Linked DNA regions of Mus musculus: all the other regions are linked to region 3. The links are chromatin contacts, called in public HiCAR-type and HiChIP or PLAC-seq maps. All regions are on one chromosome and are shown on one strand. The core of a region is the stretch at or near the end of the contact, and the rest is flanking DNA. Distances in the headings are between cores, read along the strand shown.

The links. HiCAR-type assays count read pairs that join an accessible place to other places. HiChIP or PLAC-seq counts read pairs in DNA pulled down with a chosen protein or histone mark.
Region 1: a contact with region 3 is called in an H3K4me3 HiChIP or PLAC-seq map of embryonic basal ganglia, with 4 times the contacts expected there. The contact joins two enhancer-like sites. A contact is called at or near these places in 1 of 115 datasets of contacts at active chromatin or transcription factors (embryonic basal ganglia) and 1 of 9 other capture datasets (embryonic stem cells).
Region 2: a HiCAR-type map of astrocytes shows a contact between it and region 3, with 5 times the contacts expected there. The contact joins two enhancer-like sites. A contact is called at or near these places in 5 of 115 datasets of contacts at active chromatin or transcription factors (astrocytes, embryonic basal ganglia, oligodendrocyte precursor cells and 2 more) and 1 of 9 other capture datasets (embryonic stem cells).

What each region holds. Positions count from the first base shown.
Region 1 is chr9:34,963,513-34,966,528 of GRCm38.p6, forward strand. All of the region lies in intron 4 of Kirrel3 (kirre like nephrin family adhesion molecule 3), which reads left to right. The region is part of intron 8 of Kirrel3os (a long non-coding RNA gene); the gene reads right to left. Among named protein-coding and RNA genes, the nearest start is that of Kirrel3os, 43 kb to the right of the region's middle. Within about 2 kb of position 1,644, at least 18 of the 459 cell types and tissues checked have an H3K27ac peak or open chromatin away from gene starts, as enhancers often do. A contact at or near this core is called in embryonic basal ganglia, where this site is marked.
Region 2 is chr9:34,992,794-34,995,696 of GRCm38.p6, forward strand. The region is part of intron 5 of Kirrel3 (kirre like nephrin family adhesion molecule 3); the gene reads left to right. The region is part of intron 3 of Kirrel3os (a long non-coding RNA gene); the gene reads right to left. Among named protein-coding and RNA genes, the nearest start is that of Kirrel3os, 13 kb to the right of the region's middle. Within about 2 kb of position 1,253, at least 141 of the 459 cell types and tissues checked have an H3K27ac peak or open chromatin away from gene starts, as enhancers often do. A contact at or near this core is called in astrocytes, oligodendrocyte precursor cells and stem cell-derived neural progenitor cells, where this site is marked.
Region 3 is chr9:34,557,206-34,559,931 of GRCm38.p6, forward strand. All of the region lies in intron 1 of Kirrel3 (kirre like nephrin family adhesion molecule 3), which reads left to right. Among named protein-coding and RNA genes, the nearest start is that of Kirrel3, 70 kb to the left of the region's middle. Within about 2 kb of position 1,261, at least 74 of the 459 cell types and tissues checked have an H3K27ac peak or open chromatin away from gene starts, as enhancers often do. A contact at or near this core is called in astrocytes, embryonic basal ganglia, oligodendrocyte precursor cells and 1 more, where this site is marked.

The DNA of each region.
Region 1 (3,016 bases), core at 394-2,893, 410 kb after region 3:
ACAAATGCTAAGGAGGCATCAGATCTGCTAAGGAGGTCTAAGAAACCTTCCAGAAGCAACAGCTTATGAACATCTCCAGGTGGATGAGGGGAACTTGATGGCTGGAGGATAAAATCCCATCACAGTGACTTGAGCAAAAGCCCAACTAGCAAACGCCATTGTTTCTGAGGGTGTTTGCCAGTGCAGTGGGTGTTGGGACTGACAGAGAATCAGAATCAGAGGAAAGGGCCTTGAGCCATGCTAAGGAGTCTGAGCCAGGCAGGCAGTGGGGAGTCGTGGTTGGTGCCCAATGTGATAATGGATTCAGTGGTGTCCAGGATGGAGCCGTGCAGGATGCAGGACCTGGGATATAAGGACAGGAAGTGCTGGGTAATTCATTTCTGGCTAACAGAAGTAGGATGAGCCCAAGCTTGCACAGATACTTGCTAGAGGCAAAAGAAAGAGATGGTCCTGGAGCAAGAGGCATGAACCAGTGCAAGAGGGCCCTTCCATCTGATTTCGTCAGGGCGTTCATAGCAATGCCTTTAACCCGGTTGAGTCCAGCAGTGGCTCTAGCAGAAGTATCCCCATGCTGTGCTACGCAATGTTCAGGGTTGTTTTTGATGTTCCAGAAATTTCCAAGCCTCTATGTCCTGATGCCCTGAATAAATGAACTGATGGAGGGACTCCATGGTCACTGTAGAGGAGAGAGAAGGCCTCACCTTGGACATACATGGAGAAAGCATGCCTCATGGGGCCTGAAAACAGGAACACTCACCCACCAGCCCAGTTCCCCAAGCTGCTCTCTCTGGCTCTGTCTCCTTCGCTTACAGAAGGTCGGGGATGAGATATGAGGTAGTACTACCCTCACAAGCCCCCTGTTCCATGGCACTCAGCATGCCCCGGAGACCATTAGCACCTCTCGGGGAATATTTAACTGAAAACAATTTCTAGTCGGGATCTGTTATAATTACTAATTAGATCTGATTATAATTATCTTTCGCTGCCATCCTTTACCTGACACGCGGGGTAGTGCGACGCCTGGCAACAATTAGCAGCAAGTCTTTCCTGATACACTGGATGATTAGAGACACAATTGCAGGGTCGGGGGGAAGAACCTGGCTTATTAAAGGGAGGCCACTGTTTACCGAGGAATGTTGTGAACAAATTAGATTAAATTAATGAGAAGAAACTTGGAGAGAGGAGATGGGCTTTTTATTTTTTCTTTTTTGTCTCTGCTGATGACATCATTTGGGGGAAGGGGCTCTGTTCCCCTTTATGGTCCCCTTCTGTAACTAACCTCAGGCCTTCAAGGTTTGGGAGCCACCATCATTCGGCTAGCCCAGTCAGAGACCACTGCAATACAGTGGACCACATACGCAGTGTTATTCACTCTGTGGCTTTGGACAAGTGGCTTTGGACATGTTTGTATGAGAAAGAAGACAGTGTAAGCTAGATGCTATAGCCAATTATCTGCATGATCTCTGGGAGGGTGAAGAAAAATGTGGTGTACATAAAACAGGCCTACAAGCTTTCTTGGGGCAGAGAAAATAGGCATTTTGCAGTCTCTGGGTTCAGCTCCAAGACTGACAGAAATGGTAACTAAAGGAAGGCTTGCAGGAAGCCCCTCCCCCATGCCATTAAGGGGCTTCTCCCTCTCCAAGAGTGGCAGCTGCAAAAGAAAGGCTAACCAAGGCAGACCATCCCCCAGCAGACACACTCCCTGTGCGTGCCAGTGGGGCTTCATCAGTAAATTAAATCAGGGACTTTCCAATTAGTGTTCACTGTGAAGAGAGAAAGCTGGAAGCCTGCCGTGCATCCCAGGGAAAGTCAGCTCACCTCGCTAACCCCGAGCATCTCTGTCCATAAAAACTGCAGAGTGGACTCTGAGCTAATGCTGAAAAGCAGAGGAAAGATCCAGTCACTCTTGGGGACAGGGCCACATGGCTGTTGAGTTGTCAAAGTGGTCACTGTAGCCTGACAGATTGGGGGAAGGGGGAAGAGAGAGAATGAATGAATGAATGAATGAATGAGACTGTTGGTCTGGACTAACAGTGAAGTATCCTTGCTGCCACATGCAAGAGGGGCCAGGGCCATACCAAAGTCCATTTTCCTCCCCAGTGTGGTGCCTATACTGGGAGATATCACAAGCACACCCGGAGCTGCTAGGCAGGAGCTGCACCACACTGAATAATCTTTTCAACACAAGGCTTTAGGGCATATCTAAGTTACTTTTCTGTCGCTGTGATAAAATACCATGAACAAGACAACGTATTAAAAAAAAAAGAAACATTTAATTGGGGGCTCACAGTTTCAGAGAGTTAGAGCCTATGGCTGTCATAGTGGAACACATGGTAATAAGCAGGCACGCATGGGGCTTGAGCAATAGCGTTGAGCTCACATCTTGATGCAGAGAAAGCTGGCTGGAAATGGTGTGTGCTTTTGAAACCTCAGTGACGCATCTCCTCCAACAAAGCCATACCTCCTAAACCTTCCCAGACAACTCCACCAACTGAGGACCAAGTATTCAAATATATGAGCCTATGGGAGCCATCTTCATTCAAACTATCACAGGGGAGCTGACTTCTTACTTGGCTGCTTAGGGCTCCAAAGACCATGTGCAATTCCTACTTATGAACTTCCCAGAACAGGAGTGGTCTGCAGTGCATCTAAACCAGTGTTCTTCTCAAATATGAACAAGGAGGAAAGGAAGGTTCTGCAAAGCAGAGTAGGGTTTGCCTCAACCCTTCTCCCGTCATCCCTCTGAGTATGTCCATCCCTGTTCAGCCCTTTCTAACAGGTGATCTGCCTTGGTGACCCCCAAACCACAGCATTTTGTCACCAGAGTCTAAACATGAGTGTCTATGAGATACACACCTCACGCTTGCCCTTTCAGTGACCAGGGTCTTGGGCAGAAACCAAAGCAAAGGTTCCAAGTATTCCAATCCAATCTACTGGGCCTTGGAAGCCAGGAACTTAAGGGCAATTAATGTGCAAAGGTCTCGCACTCAGCTATGGTCTTGGCTGGTTAGACCAG
Region 2 (2,903 bases), core at 3-2,502, 440 kb after region 3:
AGATCTCTCTACAGCCCAGAGCCCACCAAAGCTCATCAAGCTATCCATCCCTAAACCTGTGCAGCCCCTACCCTGCCTCATCCACCCCTTTCCCCACAAACCACAGCAAAGGTTCATCGCACACTCTCTGCTCCACTCCCAGTGGCCTGGTGTGGCATGGCTTACCATGTCCCCTCCTCTTGTGAACTGTGAATTACTACTATGGTCGTGGCTTCTACATGTGTTCATGAATACAGCCAGAAATAACCAGTGCCACATACCTCCCCAGACGACTTTTATGTCATTCCAGGTGTAGTTTACGTTCTGCTGAGACTTCCAGATGAAGGAAACCTTGGAAGTCCATTGGCCCTTTTTATCTAGGGACAGAAAACTGGGATCTTGAAGGGTGGTGCCTGGACTCAGTTGACTTCTAGCAAACTTAGAAAACCTAGGTTTTCATCTTTTGGGGGGGGGGCTCTCCCAGACAGGCTCAGATCCCTAAGGTCCCCCAAACACCACCAGATGCTATATCAGGATGCCAGGAAAAGCAGCCTCCTGGCTCTGCAGTTGGGCCATAACCTTCCAGGACCCTGACTTGGGGCCCTCAGTTTTAGAGGGTGACAAGGTACATGCTTGTTCTTTAGTTCTGATCCCCAGCTGGCTCCTCCCCATAGGTCCTTAACAGAAGAAATGTCTTTTCCATCAGCAGAGGATGTGAATAAAAGGCCATTCCTATTCTAAGGATGGTTCTGTCCCATCTCAAGTTGGCTCTGCTGCCAAAGGCCACAGATCAAAGCTTGGCGTTACCACCCAGATCCTGGGGCCAGATTCCCAAACAAATGGCTTCTCTTGGGCCTGAATCAACCCCAGGAACAATGCTTTCTCTTGGGAGATAAGTCTGCTGCTCACATCCTGGGTGGAGCCTCACTGTGAGGATGTCAAGAAAGGCCAAGGTCATCCAAGAGAGACTGGGAAGGAGTAGGGTGTTTCTACATTGGAGGTGCCTGTCCCGGGTCTTTCTGAAGATAGTCCAGCCTGACCCTCCCAGGATACAGAAGAGAAGAGGATACACCTCATCTAGTGAAGACGGGGTCAGGATCACCCTATGAGACCTATTCCAGGGTAGCATACTCAAAAGGCCACTCTCTCCCACACAAGGAAGACAGCTCAGCCAGCCTGGCACATTGCCTTTCTGGAAAGGAGACTGTGTGCCTTTCCTTGCCCAGTTCCACCCTTATTTGGACTGTCACAAGGAGAATGGCATCTGGGCCAGCTGCCAGACCCTGAAGGGCCATGCCAGGCCCGGTTCTCTGTAATACTAGGCAACTGATTTCCTGGGCTCAGTTTCCTCCTCTGAACATGAAAGAGCTGGAAGAAACACTCAGGAAGTGCTCCAGCTGTGACAGGCTGCAAACCCATGGACTGCACCTATCTTAATAGGAGGAGCAGCCTGGCCCAGGAGAACGATAGGACCCAAGCTGAGGGGCTGTCTGAGACTGACCCCCACTCCCCATCTCCTTCCAGGAGTTCAGTTCAGCCAGGCAGTTTCTTCTCCAGAACTGCAAAGACAAGGGTCATAAGCTAAATAGGACTTCTGACTTACTTACAAAGACAGAGTAGCTGGGACTACACAGTACACACACACACAACCACTCAGACAGGGTCCACAGGAAAGTCTCCAGAACTGGCAGCTTGGGATCTAAGGTCTTCAGGATTTGTCACATTGTGGTAGTTAAGCACACTGATACTGAAGCTGGGTGGCCTAAATTTGATTCCAGGCTCCACCACCCTCTAGCTATGGGATCTGAACTTAAATTGTCTGTGACCTCGTCTGTATGCTAGGAACATAGTTAGCACCCAGGTCCAAAGATGGCTGGGGCCATGAGCAAGAAACCTGTGTGGCAGGCTGAGCCTGCAGTAAATACAGCTGTTGGGACCATCATGGGTCCTCTGGGTCCTCACACCTGGCCACCTGCATTTTCTGGATGCTGTGGTAGTATCCAAACACAGTAGTCCACAGGGTCCTGCAGGCTGGCCTTCCAGCAAGTCATAATGTTGGCTCAATCTCTCCATCTCAATCTCCCCCAATGAGAAATGGGATTGATAACACCTGTTAGGGCTACCGCAGGACTCAAAAGAAGCCACACAGCAAAGTTCCTTGCAGAGCTGGTGAGATGACCTTGCATTTGCTGTCGAGCCTGACTACCTTAGCTCCTTCCCCAGGATAGAAAGAGAGAATTAATACCCACAAGTTGTCCTCTGACTCCCACATGCACACTATGACATGTGTGTGCACACACACAATACATAAACACACAAACAAATAAACAAATGTAAATAAAATAGATATCCTGTCCTGGGAATCCTGGGGGGCATCTGGTATTCTCCCTTGTTCCTCCTGTGCTTGACACAAGAATGGGTGTCACAGGGCATGCATCTGAAATGTCAGCAAATCTGCAACTCCAGGGAGGGAGGAACTGGTGATAGGAATGGGCTTAGCCCCAAGGTCAACCTTCCCTGGGGCACTCTTCCCAACCCTTCTGCAGCTTCCCGGGGGAGGGCGACTGACCTACTAAGGGCCAGAGATGCAGCCTTAACACAAACACACACACACACACACACACACCACTCACACCACTTCTTTGTTTTCTCCACCTCAAGCTCCCTACCTACTCAAGGGGCTGTCAACCTGCCACCCCCTTGTCCCTACTGGGCATATGCTAAGGTGAGTTCCAGAGACCTTGCCCAGGAAAGCAATGCTAGCTCACACGCCCCAGGCCCTCACGCTCTGTGGTATACTCTGACTACTCCAGTCACTCCATCACTTTGCATCCGATTTGTCAAATTTAGGGAGCCCGGAATCTCAACCCTATTCTATGTTATGTGATAGCCACCTGTGCTCACCTTATCTATGAAAGACATCT
Region 3 (2,726 bases), core at 11-2,510:
GGCTGTATGCCAGGTGTCAGAGATATAGCAGTACCCAGAAGCATCCCTCTCCTTCCATGAGCTTGCTGACAACCTGGGAGGCAGGTATTCACACAACTGAGACAATGTAGGCTATATGATGGGCCAAGCTCTGAGGGTTGTTGGAACACTTCCACATACAGAAGCAGAGATGGGCAGAGGGAATAAATCATTCCAAGCTTGGAGAAAAACATCCATGGCATAGTGTGGCAATGTCAGGGTAGCAAGGAGAAAAGGCAGAGGGTGTTGGTTACAGTAAAGCCAAAACTACATGTCTGCAGATCTTAAGTAGCCTGATAGTCTGGGGCAAGGTTCTGAGGTAGTTCTAAGAGGAAGAAGGGGCCTTGATGCAGGGGTGGGGTGTGACTTCTGGTTGCCATAGTATGCAGTGTTCTAGATGGGGCAGGGAAGAGCACAGGGAGAAGATAAGAAGTGCCTTGCAGAGAAAGACAACAGGTGAGATGGACGTGATGGCTAAGGGATAGAGAGAAGCCTGTGACCAGCTTTAATCCACAGCCAACTTCCTAGTTAAGTAAGATCTGAGGCCCTGGTAGGGAAGGGTGGAGACCTGGAGTCCAGAAAAGCAGATTAGCCACAGAGGCAAATGTTAAGATGGAGAACCTTTGCAGGCAGGGAAGGGCTCTTGCCACAGAACCTGAGTGGAATTAGAAAAGGTGAGGAGGCTTGCGGCAGGTGCCAGGCAAGGGGTAGTGGCCATTGGATGTTGTCTTAGGGACCATGCTCAGAGCAGCCCCATTCCAACACACCAAGCACAGGGCTCCCTTGGCAAGGGAGAAACATGCGCATCTCAAATAATGGCGGAGGAGAGGGCTTTGCGAGCACAAAGAGGCTCATTCATGAACTCACCAAGTTGTGCCTGTTGCCACAGTAACCTGTCAAGGGTTTGGCAGATCTAGGAGGGAGGTTTAAAAAAAAAAAAAAAAAACCCACACAACTAAAACAAAAACAAAACCCCCTGAGTTACAGTACTCAAAGCAAATTAGGTCACTGTTACGAGTTATTAATTTTAATGCATTAAGAAAAAGTGTGCAGGGGGAGTACAGGACTTTTTTTTAACGCGGCAAATGGGGAACAGGAAAAAGTACAACAATAATTATGCTGAAAGCAAAGTGAAGCGTTCCATAAAATGAAAGAAATGAACAAATTGCACACCCCTCCCTCCTCTTCCCTCAAGTTCTTTTAGGGGTTGCTGGGGTGGGGGTGGGGTGGCTCCCTCACAGCCCTCTGATGCAATTACAAGCCCTCATCTTGCTTCTTTGTATGTGTCGCGTGCTGTTACTTAAGCCACTCTGAAACTCCAGGATGAAAAGAAAGCAGGGAGGACCACTGCCTGGGGCTGAGTTATGTTCAATGTGGAATCCCTCTTAGGCGAACGTGTAGCCTACTGAGGGGAGACTGGATGCTGTGGACAGATTCTCCAGGGAGTAGGGACTCACAGAGACTCCAGGCATTTTGGTCTTTGGGCTTGGCTGACTTGGAGTGTCAACAGCTTCCGTAAATGCTGTTTCTCTGGCTGCAGAACTGGGTCATGTACCACTCTGGCTTCCTTGGCTTTTGTTCAAAGCTTCCCTGGAGCATGAAGAATCCTGCAAAGGAAGCCCAGGCCTCTGTCCCCTCCCAGTACTGCCTTCACTGGACTTTCTTGCTTTCTGTCCTTTGGGCCACAGTTCCTGAGCTGTCATGGAGGCAGGAACTCAGGGCACTGTGTCTGATTTCTGAGCAGTCTTCCCAAAGCCCAGCCGACATCAGGACATTCCCCAGCCTACGGACTGCCCACACCCCACACCCCACCCCCAGTTGCCTACAAGACAAATTGTGAAGTATTTCAAGCCCTAGGAAATCAGATCCCTCCGGGAACTTTTCTGTCCTCTTTTCTGGTCACCCTTCACAAGCTTGTGGTCCAGCGAAAGAAATGCTTCTGCGGTCTGCAAGTCCAAACCGTTGTCACTCGTCGCCCCTCTACTGGGATCCAGCCCACTTCTCTGCTGAGCAACCCTCTGTCCATCCTCAGAGTCACTGACATTTTTATGCAGAGTGGGACACTCCCTTCTGTGGGCTCTGTTGAAAAACACCTTGACCACAGCACACATCGATGGCTCATGCCTCATTGCACGCCTCAGTCCCCGAAACCCTTGGGGAGATCCATCCCTGAGCCTGTCTCCAGCATAGAGGAAGCATGGGGCCACTCAACAAATAGTTATCTTATTGCTTTCCTGGCCTCAATTCTCCGTGTATCAATGGAAAAGCCCTCCAGACTTCCTCAAAACCTATTTTAAACTACAGATCCCCATGTAGCATCCCCTGCCGTGTGAGTTGAGGATCAAAGTGCTAGAAGTCCAGCCTGGACAGTCTTTTTTTTAGAGGATGCTTTCTCCAAGGTCACACATCCCAAGAACAGCTCCTCTGAGATTTTGAGAACAAAAGTGGATAAAGTGCTGGCCTCATACATGGATGTTGCTGGAAGCTCAGGAGATGTCAAGGGAAGTGGGGAAGGGTTTGAGTCTCTGGTTTGTTTTATACTCTGTGGTTAGATGGCTTCAGTAAAGGTCATATCCACATTTTCTTGTATTCCCAAAGAGCATTGGTTAAAGCAGACTCTTTTTTTTTTTCATCTATTAAAATGTATTCCTTTTACGATAAACAGGGACAGGAAGTTGCAAGCCCAGCAGGATCTCTTAGAAGCCTGA